Regions from separate parts of the Mus musculus genome. Here regions 2, 3, 4 and 5 are each linked to region 1. A link is a contact called in public HiCAR-type and promoter capture Hi-C data. All regions are on one chromosome and are shown on one strand. The core of a region is the stretch at or near the end of the contact, and the rest is flanking DNA. Distances in the headings are between cores, read along the strand shown. Region 1 holds the start of Rlim (ring finger protein, LIM domain interacting). Region 2 holds the start of Taf1 (TATA-box binding protein associated factor 1). Region 3 holds the start of Ogt (O-linked N-acetylglucosamine (GlcNAc) transferase (UDP-N-acetylglucosamine:polypeptide-N-acetylglucosaminyl transferase)). Region 4 holds the start of Pgk1 (phosphoglycerate kinase 1). Region 5 holds the start of Atp7a (ATPase, Cu++ transporting, alpha polypeptide).

What was found. Promoter capture Hi-C pulls out the DNA fragments that hold promoters and counts their contacts. HiCAR-type assays count read pairs that join an accessible place to other places.
Region 2: a promoter capture Hi-C map of erythroid cells shows a contact between it and region 1, with 27 times the contacts expected there. The contact joins the promoter of Taf1 here to the promoter of Rlim in region 1. A contact is called at or near these places in 2 of 39 promoter capture datasets (erythroid cells and pre-B cells).
Region 3: a contact with region 1 is called in a promoter capture Hi-C map of erythroid cells, with 27 times the contacts expected there. The contact joins the promoter of Ogt here to the promoter of Rlim in region 1. A contact is called at or near these places in 2 of 39 promoter capture datasets (erythroid cells and pre-B cells).
Region 4: a contact with region 1 is called in a HiCAR-type map of astrocytes, with 3 times the contacts expected there. The contact joins the promoter of Pgk1 here to the promoter of Rlim in region 1. A contact is called at or near these places in 2 of 39 promoter capture datasets (liver and pre-B cells), 2 of 115 datasets of contacts at active chromatin or transcription factors (astrocytes and large pre-B cells) and 2 of 9 other capture datasets (adipose tissue and liver).
Region 5: a HiCAR-type map of astrocytes shows a contact between it and region 1, with 5 times the contacts expected there. The contact joins the promoter of Atp7a here to the promoter of Rlim in region 1. A contact is called at or near these places in 7 of 39 promoter capture datasets (the HPC-7 cell line, cranial neural crest, hippocampal neurons and 3 more), 2 of 484 Hi-C or Micro-C datasets (CD4 T cells and pre-B cells), 1 of 115 datasets of contacts at active chromatin or transcription factors (astrocytes) and 2 of 9 other capture datasets (adipose tissue and liver).

Annotation. Positions count from the first base shown.
Region 1 is chrX:103,979,737-103,982,648 of GRCm38.p6, reverse strand. Rlim (ring finger protein, LIM domain interacting) reads left to right here and starts at 1,364. Exons shown (of 5, transcript NM_011276.4): 1 at 1,364-1,586.
Region 2 is chrX:101,531,379-101,534,290 of GRCm38.p6, reverse strand. It overlaps Taf1 (TATA-box binding protein associated factor 1), which reads right to left and starts at 1,556. Exons shown (of 39, transcript NM_001290729.1): 1 at 1,290-1,556; 2 at 682-796; 3 at 430-546. The coding sequence starts at 1,469.
Region 3 is chrX:101,638,586-101,641,497 of GRCm38.p6, reverse strand. Ogt (O-linked N-acetylglucosamine (GlcNAc) transferase (UDP-N-acetylglucosamine:polypeptide-N-acetylglucosaminyl transferase)) reads right to left here and starts at 1,447. Exons shown (of 22, transcript NM_139144.4): 1 at 1,176-1,447. The coding sequence starts at 1,212.
Region 4 is chrX:106,185,606-106,188,517 of GRCm38.p6, reverse strand. Pgk1 (phosphoglycerate kinase 1) reads right to left here and starts at 1,418. Exons shown (of 11, transcript NM_008828.3): 1 at 1,203-1,418. The coding sequence starts at 1,267.
Region 5 is chrX:106,025,763-106,028,674 of GRCm38.p6, reverse strand. It overlaps Atp7a (ATPase, Cu++ transporting, alpha polypeptide), which reads right to left and starts at 1,451. Exons shown (of 23, transcript NM_009726.5): 1 at 1,296-1,451.

The DNA of each region.
Region 1 (2,912 bases), core at 115-2,614:
CAGTCTGTGTGCTTAACCGCTGACTCATCTCTCCAGCTCTTTACCGCGTTCTTAACCGGTGAGATAAACTAAGTGCTTTACAGAAAATTACGTAGGTAATGGAGAAGGTTAAATAGAGTGGTCACGGGTTTCTCTAGGAGGTGAGGTGAGGCCTAGACGATCCATGTAAAAAATATGAAAAGAAAAATATTATAGTGTAGTTTATGTGTGTGCCTTTTTTTTGTTTTTTGTTTTTGTTTTTCGAGACAGGGTTTCTCTGTGTAGCCCTGGCTGTCGTAGAACTCACTCAGTATACCAGGCTGGCCTTAAACTTACACAGAGATCTGCCTGCCTCTGCCTCCTGAGTACTGGCGTTAAAGGCGAGCCACCGTCGACCAGCTTCCAGCTTCCAGCCCAGTTTAAGCAACTGATGTAGCAATAAGTTAGGTTCGTTGGAACAACAGTAAAAAAGTTAGTCTACCTGTTCTTTTATCAGAAAACAGAAAAATAGGGTGGGAACACAGAGACGTACTTTAAAACGGGGTGGGGGCGGTTGGGTTCTTATTCCCTTTAACTGAACAATGGGAACTGAAAGGTGTATGGCGCATTCCCTCTGGTCCTTTCTTTAGGCTTTAGCATCCAATAGACGCTTCCTTAACCGCCCTTTTCGAATTCCCCCACTATCACTTTTTCCCATCCATTTACAAATCGCCACACCCTTTTAAAGTACTCTAGTTAGAGCCTCGAGGAGGCCTTCCCCACCACTTTTTAACATTGCAAATTCACTTTTGTCCCCACGTTTTATGCCTCCACCCACTTCCTCACTTTTAATCTCTAGTATTTAGCAACAAATTGTTTTATAAGTGTGTTCACCCTAGATTACCAAATCCCTTAAGGACTGAGAATTCTTGGACTATTTCAACTTAATTTATGGTTCAACTTCCTCAACATCTACAGCTGTGCTTGAGCTACAGTTGGCATTCGATAAATACATGTTGAATAAAAGGTTGGCTGCCGTCTACACTAGTCTGGACTGTATGGATCAATGCCAGTTACACCGATACTACATTCTTGTTCTCTGTGAAGGGCTTCAAGCGGCCCGACTGTGACGTCCTTCAGCTTTCAAAATGGGAAAGCGAAGGTTCCCACAATTCTCAGAACGCGAATTTCTCGCTACAACTCAAAATGGCGAAGGAGGGTGGGGCCTGTCACATGGTGGGCGTCCCAGTAGCATTTTTTTCCCGACCCGCCGCCCGTCTGGGCGGGTAGTCTGTCCGGCCCCTCCTCTGCCCACCAGGCCTTTTCGAGGGCTCAACTGGGATTGGCTGGCCAGCAGTCTGGGCGGGGGCCTGTGAAGCTGGGAGCGCAGCATCACTTCCTGTTGTGGGCAGTCATTTCCTGTCAGTGCTAGGTAACAATGGGGAAGATAATGGCTGATTGAGCTACGTCTCCGAGCTGGCGCTGTTCTAGAGGCGGGTCTCTTGCCCGGGTTTAGAGGCGGGTTAGAACGCGGCGGCAGCGGCAGCACAGTAGCGCAGCGGAGGTCCCAGTGGCGGCGGCGGAGCCCAGTTGAGTTCCCTCCTGGCCGAAACACCGTGTAAGTGAAGGTACGGGCACCCCGAGAAATGGGATGTCGGACTGGAGGCAGGCAGGGGCCGCGGCCCTCAAAATGGCCCGAGTTGGCCAGCCGCGGCCGAGACACCCACTACGGCCTCCGGACCTGGGCTCCCGGCTGTGGGGGGCTCCGTGGCGTAGTCGCCGCTGCCATTTTAGTTGGGTGGCGTGTGTCGGCCCCGCTCGTGGAAGAAGGGGAAGGAGTCGGGCAGGACTTCCTCTCCCAGGCCGTGGAGTCGGGGCCCGGCCCTCCCGAGCTAAGAACGAACGCCGGGGAGGCGATCCTGGACTCCGGGCCTCAGGCGTGAGGATGGCTCCAGTGCTTCTTACTAAGAGGTTCCCCCCACCCCCCATCGTCGTCGCCCCGCGTTGCGTATCGGGCTAGGGTTTGGGGAAGTGGGGTGGAGGTGCTCTTAATTCGGATGTTGGGAACTCTTGAACCTTCAGATTTTCACAGGATTCGCAGAGCCTCATTTTGAACGCTTCTGTAGGGCATGACCAGTTTGTTAACCTCTGGGGCTACGGTGACAGTCTTCCGGGAGGATCGGAGACAAACGTGGTTTGCTTCCCTGCACCTTTAGCCCTAAGTGTATCCTTGGCCAGATTTTACTAGAAGGGTTTTCCTCCTCACAAGAAAAAAAAAATTAAAAAAACGGAGGGAAAAGACGTTGCGGGTTGTTTTCCCTGGTAAGTGTGGGAATTGAGCCAGACTATTTTCAAGTTAATTTCCGTGTGATCTGCCAGCAGCCCTACCCCTCCCCCACTCAGAAAAAAACCCCTAAGGGTCTCTGCTTCTGCGGGCGGGCGGTACCTGCCACGTACGCCATAGCTTAGTAACTAGTATTAACCGGTTGGGCTTCTGCTTCCTGAATACTCAGTCCCTTTCCCCCTTCTGCTGATTAATTTCAAGATGGAGGAGACAGCCACGTTCTTTTCCTGGACAGTTTCACCATACTTATTCCACAGGTTCGTTTGGCATCTGAGGCCTAGGAGACTAGTTATTTAGGTCATTTTTTTCCTCTTTTGGAGGGGAAAGGGATTTTATATCAGATTCTCATGGGCTCCTGGCAGGCCCCACTGTATATATGTTTTTTTTTCCTAGAAATAAGTTGCTTACATTTCTTGACTTGTAATTAGCCACCGTGCGTTTGAATGATTGAAGACAGAAAGAATAGGAAGTGTAGTCCTAATCATTTCTTTGATTCTTTATAATTAGGAGGCAGGCACAATTACAGGTCCACCTTTTCCTCAAATCAGTTTCTGAAATACAGGTTAAGGATCTAAAAGGACCAACCCAAGCACCCTTTAAGATAACTATT
Region 2 (2,912 bases), core at 307-2,806, 2.4 Mb after region 1:
TGAGATGACAAGAAATCATTTTCACCCTTGTCATTAATCAACAATTTGAGACCGAACATTATAAAAATAAAAGCTTGAATTTGGTAAGAGAATACCTACTACTTGGCACTGAATTGACAGTGGAAACAGCATACAGAGCAAATGTATTGGCAGGCAAGAACAATGGCAGAGATTAAATATACAAGACAGAGCCCAAAACAGACTTATTCAGGAAGAAAATGTACTAAACTGCCAATTTTGCAACATTAAAGAATACCAAGCGTAGTGGGGAACATGTCTAATCCTAGCACTTGGGAAACAGAGGCAAATGCATCTCTATGAGTTTGGGACAATCTTGCATGCATAATGAGTTCCAGGTCAGGCAGGGCTATGTTGAAAGACCCATTGCTAGAAAACAAGAAGGGGGGGGGGGGGCGGAGAGAGAATCACCTGTGTGGCAAAGGGGTTGCAAGCTTCCCATTGTCTGCTGGTATCTTCTACTTTCATCTTCTGCCACCTCGTTGATGTCAGAATAGTCCACAGCATCCTCTCTACTCCTAATCCATCCTATGGATAAAAAGGGAGACGTCTCAAGAGAAAGCAAGTAATTATCACTTCCTTAGAAAATCCCCACTGAAAAGCGTACAACAGGCTAATCTCCTCCCCCCACCCACACTGTCCTCCCCATGGCCCACACTTTACCTTCATCATTTACCAGGGCACCATCACTCCCGGACAATTCTTCATTTGCTGTGAGTTCAGTGATCAGGCTGCCAAGACCCAAAGCCCCCAAGCCCGCAAGATGCTTCTTGCACTCCTGAAAAGGGGACAGCATGAGGGTCGAAAATAACAACTAAACCTGAAGGTCCTACACAAGTATATTTCCCTTGCTCATAACAAAGTCACAAATCCATCTGAGAAATTATTTCATGAAGTGCTGCTCAAAGAAACATCACATTCAAGAACTATATAGGAAATCTGCTAAATTCCATACAGATCAGTTCCGAACAACACACGTTCCATCCGTAGTCCTGGCTTTGGAGCCATTAGGATCAGCAAAAGCCAGAAAAAGCAGAGTTCCAAGGGTCTTTAAGAAGGCCTTCCACAGTGGCGGTTCTGATAACCTTACTAGAGTTAACTATTATCTTTCCTACCAGGCAAGGAGAATGTTACCTTCGAAGCCAACACCTCAGCATCAGTGACTGACACTTAAGACTTTTCCTCTTCGTCCTTCCTCCGAGTTGAGCCCTCTCGCGCTGTCTCCAGTTCTCCCTAGCCACAGCACCCGCCGCCCCAGGCCCACGACTCACGTCATCCAAGACGCTTTCGCCTTCCAACTGCCCTGCTCCATTGATGTTGCCGAACAGGAACCCAGTTAGAGAAAATGGGCCTCCACCAGCCGACTCTTCGTCGCTGTCTGTGTCGGACATGACGACGGAAGGGCTACCGCCACCCTTGTCCTGCAGCAGCCCAGCCCACCCCGGGCCCATGGGCGGGAAAGAAAAAATACGTCAGTCGCACACGGGTGACTTGCAGCGCTCCCTGACCCAACCAGAGGCTACCGGAAGTTGAAAAAAAGGGGGGAAGGATGGGCCGTCCTACGTGATCCTTTGATGTCGGGATGGCTACTTCCTTTGATGTGTTTGATTGGTCCGCCCAAGATCAGGCTGGATAACTGGAAGGTGATTGGTCAAACAAACCAGTCCCGCCCATCAACTGCGCGGGTCCGTTCTGGTTGCTATGGTAAGAGCGGCAGATTTTTCTCCAATAAGAAAGTAGATCTGAGGCGGCGTGACCTACGACCTCTGGAAACCGCGCGTCACCGGCTACAGTACACACTACACAATAATGATTTGAGCCGTCTTTTCCGGTTTGTGCCGTTCCCCAAAGGAACATTACTATGAATTGTGATAGGGGGACGACTGCTACTTACTTATTTTGAATTTACATTTTCCCATGGTAAAATGTTAAGCTTAGTAAAATGAGCAACCGAAACTTCAAGATTCACAAACATTAAACATTTTCATAGTTTTTTTAAGCGCACATATGATTCCCAGCACTATATATATATATATATATATGTATATATATATATATATATATACATACACATATATGCATATATATGTGTGTGTGTATGTATGTATATATGTGTGTAAATGTGTAAAAGCATGGAGAGAAGAAAGAAACCGAGTGGGAGAAGGGGGGGGGGGTTGAAGAGGGGAGAGAAAGTGAAAGAGAGACAGAAATATACAAGGCTGGGATACAGCTCACTGGCCAACATAGATTCAATTCCCTGTACTTAAAAAATAACCTTATTTTGCCAGGAATGGAAACCTGAGGTAGAAGTGTCTCTGAACCGGGCAGTGGTGGCGCACGCCTTTAATCCCAGCACTCGGGAGGCAGAGACAGGCGGATTTCTGAGTTTGAGTCCAGCCTGGTCTACAAAGTGAGTTCCAGGACAGCCAGGGCTACACAGAGAAACCCTGTCTCGAAATAACTAAAAAAAAAAAAAAAAAAAAAAAAAAAAAAGAATTGTCTCTGTAAGACCAGCATAGTATACATAGTTAAGCTCCAGGCTACTAGGGGAAACCCTATCTTTAAAAAAAAGTTTTTTAAGTACTCTATATATTTGTGTAAATAGACATATTGAACCAGTGAGGTGCCTCTGTAGGTAACATATCTGCCACCAACCCCGGAGCCCCATCCTGAGGACATATTTCATGTTTCAGATCACCATGGTGGCACACAGACTTGTTTGAATTGGAGCATCTTCACTGTGGCCAAACCGAGGATCTGTTCAGAGTTCCTACTTTGCATTTTTTGTGCCTGTTTGCTTGTTCATGTTTAGTTTGTTCTGAGGCAGAGTCCCACTTAAGTTTCCTGGGCCAGGCCTTGAATTTTCCATTCTTTGCTTCCCAACTAACTGAAAT
Region 3 (2,912 bases), core at 198-2,697, 2.3 Mb after region 1:
GACACTGAGAAACAATAACCTCTCGGGAACCTTAGAGCTGCAGCCTGGTTCCCCATCCCCTCCCGCCCCAAACAGCCTCAATCTGGAAAGGCAGTTGAAGGACACTCCTACAATTTGGTTGTTTTCTTATTTTCTGTAGCAAAGGCTTGGAGATGCATCGTTGAAAAGAGGCAACCGCTTTGCACTTGTGCAGCTACACTCCAGTTGCTTTACAAACTCTTCAAGCAAGGATGGAAACTTAAAAAAGAAATAATAATGCACACCCTATGGATAAAGAGATACTGGGCTAAAGAATGGGGATGAAAACCCAGAGGCCATGGCGGAGGAATACATAGAGAAAGTAACACAAAGAAAGAGAATTAGGAGGGCGGGCAGGGTGGTCGCCGCCAAGCAACACACCGAGGTGGTTTCTTCCCTGAGGATAAGAAACGACTGTCGGGCTGGCACGTTCGCAGAGGAAGGGTGTGGTTGCAACAAGCAGGGAGGGCTGACCAGGGTAGGAAACTCCGTACTGGGGCAGCGGGTGCAATTGGGTGATGGCTAAGAGAACCCCTGGAAATTTCCAACCTAAATCGGGGCCGCTCAACCCAAGAACACAAGGCGCTGCCCCGGCGGGGTGCGGGCTCAAGTAGCTCTTCTTGGTGCTACTTGGAAGCACACCGAGGAGCCTTCGCTAGTCATGCCTGATGCAAAGTGAGGCTAGGATTACACCGAAATAGCATCCCCGCCCTAGCCTGGCAAAGGAGGACCAAATGTGGCTAAGGGAAAGGGGCTTTGGGGAGGAGGTGGAAGCGCACGGGAGGGAGCGACGGGCTGAAATTGAGGGAGAAAACAGTTGCGACGGGAGACAGAAATTGCAGAGATTCCAATGCAGCCCATTCCAAGACACACTAAGCGCGCACGTGTGCTATAGATTCGTCCCGAGAGAGAAGGCTACAACACTGATGGGATAAAGCAACAACGAAAAAGCCCCCAAAGCAAGCAAAATGCAAGCAAGCAACTAGAGAATGTTTACGAACGGACGGCAGCACCAAACCCGATCAGATAGCAGTAGAACTCGAGAGCTCAGTAATGCCACTGATGTAATGGGGATGGTCAGAGGGAAGTAATGAAAGATACAAGACGGCGCCAGACCCCAAAGGGACGTCTGCCAGAGTAGAATGGGACACTAGTACCTGTACTGTCGGCCACGTTGCCCACGGAAGACGCCATCTGGAGCTTCTTGAGATAGAACAAGGGGTAATTGACTTCTACTGCCGCCACTACTGACAAGAATGGTTCTAGAAGTAGCAGAAAAAAGGCAGCAGCCGTATCAGTGTTTTGAAGGGCTCAGGGGGCGGCACAGAATACTGAACTCGAATCTTAGGAACTCTTGGTAGACATCTACCTCTCACTGTCTTGAAATGGCGGCGAGGGCTCCTCGACCGAAACAACACAAGCCGGAACTACTTTCTGTTATAATCAAGTACCCCGCGGAGGTAGCGCGTAACAAGACTACCGACCAAGTGACTGTAATCAAAGTCATTTGCTCTTACGTAACCTTCCGCCCAAGGTCCATTGCGACAAACATGACTGTAGAGAGCGCATGCGACAACCCTGTCTAGGCAACTCCGGGTTAAGGGCTCCCTATGGGGCAAGAGCCAGCAAGTTTTTAAGAGCAAGGCGGAAGGGCAAAAAACGCCCGTCGATTACTTTTTTTTTTTTTTTTTTTTTTTTTTTTTTTGGCAAGCGCTAAAGTACGAGTCTACTACCTGGTCAGTGATGTCGATGTTAGAATGTCAGAGCGTCTAGAAAAGTTTAATTAACTCCATTCAACAGAAAAGGGTAGTTTACACGACCAACGTGTTAGTTCTAAGCAAGTAAACGCGAATATTTGCGTTTCAGAGACGGGGCTGTTCAAAACAATGGGGGAGCCGGTTCGATTTGAATGCTTTTTGATTCAGACTCCACCCATGAATTTAAGTACTTTGATGAGAAAAACGGACAGTCTCCCTGAGCTGAGTGAACCCAAATGTGTTCGATTTGAACCATATAACCCTAAAATTCAAAATCGTTTGTGAGATTCGGGATGGTAACAGGGTAAATGCTAGGAGTTTGCATGTCAAAAGCAACCACAGAAATGTTAAAGAGGATGCCTTTTTCCTCAAAATTCCTGATCCTGAATTGTGACCTTGTTTCGTCAGAATCATTAAGGACTGCAAATGCCTTGGAGCTTAAGGCAATTCAACAAAGCAAACTGTGTTCCTTTGCCTTCTTCCTAAACCACACAACTACAATGAATTTCCAATTGCCTTCCTTTGACAAAACAGCTCTTTGGATCCTCTTACGGTTTCAAGCCCAGTGTTTGGACATTTTTGTCACATTGTTATTAATTTATATTTCCTGCCTTGTTCCTTGACAGTTTTAAGACACGTCACTAAGTGATTATTACAAGCCACTGGGGACTACAGTTAGCTCTCTTAGAGTCTTTCCGTTTCAAAACTCTTTGATCTAGGAAAAATTAGTGAGCTTGTGTAAAAATGTTTGCTGTCTAGCTCCTTGGTGAAATAAAAAACAAATCCTCAAAGGCTGTTTCAGTTTCTTGAGATTGCCAAACAACCTATGAACTTTGGATTATGAGTGCAGAAAAAGTTGATAATATTGTTCATTTCTTCTGCCCCACAGAACCACAACATGTAGTAAAAAAGAAAGCTTGCCATTCAAACTCTCCTGGATATTGATTGGCCTTATCTTTTCATTTGATACACCTGGCAAGCCCCAAACCCACCAAGTGATCCACCTTTGTTGAAAGAACTCAGCTTTTCCTCATTAAGAAAGGCAACTCAGATTCTACTAGCAGATGTTTAGGCCTTCTTGATTAGTGCGTGATAGTTAATTAAGTAAAAAGTCGTTAAATGTCAGGTCATGCTCCC
Region 4 (2,912 bases), core at 169-2,668, 2.2 Mb before region 1:
GTGGGTTGGTTCTGGATATCAGCCCAGGAAGAGAAGGCCACCTACCAATATTGGCTACGATAAAATAAGTGCCTGTACAGAAGCCAGAGAACCTCTGTTCCCTTACATGTGTTAGTATCTAAAGGATGCCCTCACTTGAACTGGCCCAAATCTTCAAAGGGACCAGGATTACTGCCAATCAGTCATCCACTTCCAAAGAAGGTCAAGCAGGCAGAGTAGTCAGTCACTGCGACCATCAATGGCCCTTAAAAATTCCCATCCTTGGGTCCTATAGTTGTTACATGAACAACCAGGCCCATCAGTTATGTATCTAACCATCATCCTTGACTCCTGGCAAAAAAAAAAAAGTATACATTATGAAAGGCAAAAAGGAGAAGACGCATACACCCTAGTAATTCTTTCAGGTAAGGGAGAAGCCAAGTTAAGTCAGTGACCTGGGACCCACATGTGCCACGTGCGTGGGAGCCTTCCTCAGTTCTGACATCCTGCTTCTCTAGCCACCTCTCGAGTGAGGTTACAGGCCTCCAACTCCCGGCGGCCACACCCTGCATGTGTCACAATCCTGATGCAAACCCCAGGGCCAGGAGTCCAACCGCAAGGTAGGGCAGCAGAGGCCTGTTATATAAGCCATACAGAGCTTCATCCAGTGGGCCTCACCCTCCCACCCACAATTCTTTGGGGAGAGGGACCTCCACTCGAGAGGACTTTGAGCAACATCTTTTGGGAAAGAAATCATTTGTACCAGGACCAATGAAACGTGGGCGGTTTCGGATTCGTCACGGATGGTCCAAGAATCTTGGGGGAAGGGAAACTAGCTAAATGACCTTTCAAGGTCCCTCAGCAGGGGCCTAGAGATTTGCAGGATAAGTACTACGTCCATTCTCGCTACAAGAGATGAAACTGCACTTCAGAAATGGGAAAAAGATTGAGTCCTGAGAATCTGAGCCCTTTATCAGTGGGATCAACTCCCTAAAGGACACATTTGGTCGCTTTTTAAGCTAGAAGCAGTTAGGACGCAGAAAAGCAAACTCAGACACAGTCTCCGCCCCAATGAGGTGAGAGGAACAGCCTTAACCTCCAAACCCAGGACCCCCAAGACCCAGCTGAAAAATAAGTGCAACTTAAGGTGATGGGAAAACCGTGCTTGCCACGGCCAGAGAGAATGTGGCCCCGAGGGCTTGAGGGCAGCAGTACGGAATTACCTCATCACGACCCGCTTCCCCTTCACGTCCAGCTTGTCCAAAGTCAGCTTGTTGGAAAGCGACATTTTGGCAACACCGTGAGGTCGAAAGGCCCGGAGATGAGGAAGAGGAGAACAGCGCGGCAGACGTGCGCTTTTGAAGCGTGCAGAATGCCGGGCCTCCGGAGGACCTTCGGGCGCCCGCCCCGCCCCTGAGCCCGCCCCTGAGCCCGCCCCCGGACCCACCCCTTCCCAGCCTCTGAGCCCAGAAAGCGAAGGAGCAAAGCTGCTATTGGCCGCTGCCCCAAAGGCCTACCCGCTTCCATTGCTCAGCGGTGCTGTCCATCTGCACGAGACTAGTGAGACGTGCTACTTCCATTTGTCACGTCCTGCACGACGCGAGCTGCGGGGCGGGGGGGAACTTCCTGACTAGGGGAGGAGTAGAAGGTGGCGCGAAGGGGCCACCAAAGAACGGAGCCGGTTGGCGCCTACCGGTGGATGTGGAATGTGTGCGAGGCCAGAGGCCACTTGTGTAGCGCCAAGTGCCCAGCGGGGCTGCTAAAGCGCATGCTCCAGACTGCCTTGGGAAAAGCGCCTCCCCTACCCGGTAGAATTCCCAGGCGCCTTTTCTAGACCTTTGCAAATGTCATCCCCTTTTGGAATCCTCTGCTTTCTCAGCTCCCAAATGGAAGTCTACATAAGGTCTTACTTAGTAATCGAAACCTCTCAGAAGTTAAAAAAGGACCAGGCCTTCCCCTCCCCCCTTTTATAATAAAAAGTACAATGTAATTGCTGTGGTTACATTATTCATAATGACGAATACATATAGCATGTGTCATGCTAACTAACAATGCTCATAAAATTCCTAAGTACGTTCTGTTATTAAAGATGAAGTAACTGATAGACAAAGATTTAGTGTCTTATCAAGACTGCAAAGCATCTAAGTGATCATTTCAATCCTGGGCCACTGTGATTTCGACTGCTTTGGGAGTGTAGCTCAGTGGTAAAATGCGGGCCAGAGGCCGTGGATCCAATCTCCAGCACTGTTTAAAAACAAAAACAAAACTTTAAATCTCTACTGACACTCATTTGGGCTAAGGACGGTGCTCAGTGGTAAAGTGCTTGCCTGACGGTCTGAGACAGGACAACTAGTTAGGAAATTGAAGGGCACATGAGAAATGGAAGCCCTTGTTCACTCTCCTGGTTTTTTCTTTCCACCTCTCTCACTGGCAGATATCCAGGAGTGACTGGCCAAAGCACCTCTGGAAGTTACTATATTATGTGAAGTAACTCAGAAAGACAATACCATGTGTTTTCTATCCTATGCAGCTTTTTATATAAGCATATACATGGAGAGGAGAGACAGGTCCAGGAAAGGGAAACAGTTTTAAGAGAACAGAGGACGGAAAAAGAACTGGGTAACAGGAGCCACGTGACATGGAAGAGACAAAGGACTGCAGGAATGCTGAGAGCCCCCATGGTTATCCAATAGCAGTAGTGCAGTCTGAAATCGGATACATACAAGCGACTTTACACAGACTGAGAAGGCTGTCCTTACATATTTAAGTACACACACACACACACACACACACACACACACACACACACACACGAAAAAAAAGCCATAAATTTTGAGGTCTGCACCTTTCCCTGCTAACTGATCTCACTGACCCTACATTTTGTCTTTCTGTTTTATTAACAAGCTAACTCTCCACTCTGAATCCTGGTGAGA
Region 5 (2,912 bases), core at 202-2,701, 2.0 Mb before region 1:
TCCCTCTTGAAATCTTGAAAGGCGTGTTTATTAGAAATAGAGACGTGTATGTACAGTGCCCTCACCAGTATTTCTGTGCCTGGACTATCCCCCCATTCCTCCACCCCTACAGAGCTAAGTCCTGTTCACTGTTCCAGACACAGCTCTAGTGCTTCTTTCCATACAACTTTATAACACTTCCTGGTTGTAATATATGTTACTGAGATTTTAAATGACTGTGTGTTCTTTTCTTTTCCTACTTCATTGTGGGACACTCAGGTACAACAACAAAACCTTCACTACCATAGATACAAGAAAGTTTGAAAATTAAAAAAAAAAAACTAAAACCTCTCTCTTCAAAATAATCTTTCTTTAAGAAGGATAGTAGAAACAATCTAGGTTGTTTATTCAATTATTTGCTAGAACCCACAGTCTTCCTGACCAAATTCGATTCAGTTGATTGCAAACTCTTTTGAGTCCAGGAACTGTCTTAATTTGACATCACCCCATCTCTCTCACTTCAATATCACACCTAATTCAATGTTCTGCACACACTGTCTCAATACAAAGCCGTATTACTAAGTAATGAGGCTATAATTAAAACAAAGTTCAGACCCTAGGAAAATATTGGCTTGTAAAAGCATGAGTGTTGTCCGAGTTTAAAATAACCTCAGCATCTACAACAAAAAGAGTCAAAAGGAAGATACAATCCAGCATGTGGGAGGCACTGAATTCAACCCCCAGCACTTAAAAGAGGGAGAAAGGAGGAGAAAGGGGCAGAGGAAGAGCCTCAGAAAAGCGGCGCAGGGTGGGACAGGGATGGCTGTAACTTTACTGGAAATGGAGCACAAAGAACAAAAAGGGGTAACGAGCCTCCGTTTAGTTTATGCTCCCAGAGCGTGACAAGAAGCCAAATACCCAGTTTTAGAAAAATATTTAATCAGTGATGGTGGTCTTCGGAACCTCATTTTCTAAAGTAGAAAGAGATGTCATTAATCAAAGATCCCAGTCCACAAGAAGTCCAGTGCGCGGTTCAGACCTTCTCGTGTCCACAATTAGCACAGGCCACAGATGATCAAAATACTCTCTTCCAGGAGAGTACAAAAAAAAAAAAAAAAAAGTGGCACAGGTCAGGTCCCAGCCTCCTTTCTCTGCCCTGGTTGAGAGGGTAAAGCCTAAGTGTGGTTAAATATGTGAGTTGTGAAGGAGTTTGGAGATTGCCCCAGCTTAAAGTGGTGACCTTCTCACCATCCTAGATCGTACAGACAACTGACAAAAGAGTGAAGTCGCCGATGGGAAGCCGCTCTGGGACTCACCTGGGTTTCCAGGGCTGGGGTTCGAGCTCTGGAGCTCCGCAGGGCGCAGGGCGGCAGCGATTGACCAGCACGCAGCCTCCGCGCTCGCACACACAGAAGAGTCTAGGCGCAGGCAGCGGCAGCTCCTCCCTCGACGGCTTTCCCAGCCCACAAAGTCGCCCCGCCCTCCTCCGAGGCCCCCACTTCCGGGCGATGCCAGGGCCCGGAAGCTGGGCCGACTAGGGAAATGGTCCACGTCACGTGAAAGGGAGCACGCGCCGGGAGCTCCTTGCGCCCCCTGGTGCACGCATGCATTCTCAGCCAAGATGTAAAGTTAGGCGCTTGCAGTCGCCTAGGCTCCCAACCCCAGTGCCTAAGACAAACGCAACAAAACGGAGGGAAAGTACTTGAATAGTGAGGGCTTGCCATAAACCACCCATAGATTGTCCTTGCCAGCATAAAATATCATAGACCTGGCAAACCGTCTTTACTTACTAAACTAACTCCAGACAGGAAAAATCAGAACCAGGAACTTCCCCCTCATCCCTCTGATGAAAAATGGCATTGTGGTTTGGCGGGGTGGCTTGTTCCTGTAATCCTAGCACTTGAAAGGAAGGCAAGAAGATGAATTGAAACCAGCCTAGAGTTCCTAGCCATACTGGGATATAGAGTAAGAGCCTGTCTCAAAGAAAACTTTCTCCAGGCTGAAGAGATAGCTCAATATTTAAGAGCATTAATAACTCCTCTTCCAGACCATGCAAAGCAGCTCACAACAGCTGGTCCAGGGAATCGATGCCCTCTTCTGGCCTTCTAAGGCACTGCCTACTTGTGCACAGATGTCCATGCAAACAAAACATCCATACACAAAAAAAATAAATCTACCCAAATGATAGACTGCTGCTGTAAACTGAGCTCTAAACCCACATAAATGATGTAGTACACACACGCGCGTGCACACACACACACACACACACACACACACACGATTTTCTCAAATAAAACATAACGACATCATTCAACGGGGTTGGCAGTTCCTTGAGTTTAATCCCCTGCAGGAAGATGTTTACCACCAAATCTGCTGACCTGAGTTCCATCCCTGGTGGAGGGAGAGGACTCCCACAAATTGTCGCAAATTGTCCTCTGGTCTTTACGCTTGGGATAGTACATAGAGCACACCCACAAATAAATACATGTAAAATAAATAAAAATGGACTGGAGCGATGGCTCAATGGCTAAGAGCACATACAGACCCAAGTTCAGATCCCTGAATTCACAGTGTGATAATGTGTAGCTGGGTTGTTACTTTGTGGGCTCTTCGATTTCCCATCCTTTATCATCCCCCCAACTCCCCAATCCCTGTTTCACCACCTATCACTAGATAGGAGAGAAAGGATAGGAGGGGAGAGAGAGAGAGATCCCTGGAACCAATTTCTTTCTTATTTCTTCTGTGAGCACAACCACTAACAAACCAAAACCAAACCTCCTGAAAGACTACCAACCACAAACCAATCTATCGGGGCACTAGCATTTATATACCCAGAATGCCAAATGTCACACAATCACAGAAACTATCTGCAGCTGGCAAAACCATGCTTCTGCTAGAGTGCCAGGCAAATCATGCACAGCTGCTGTGGATAC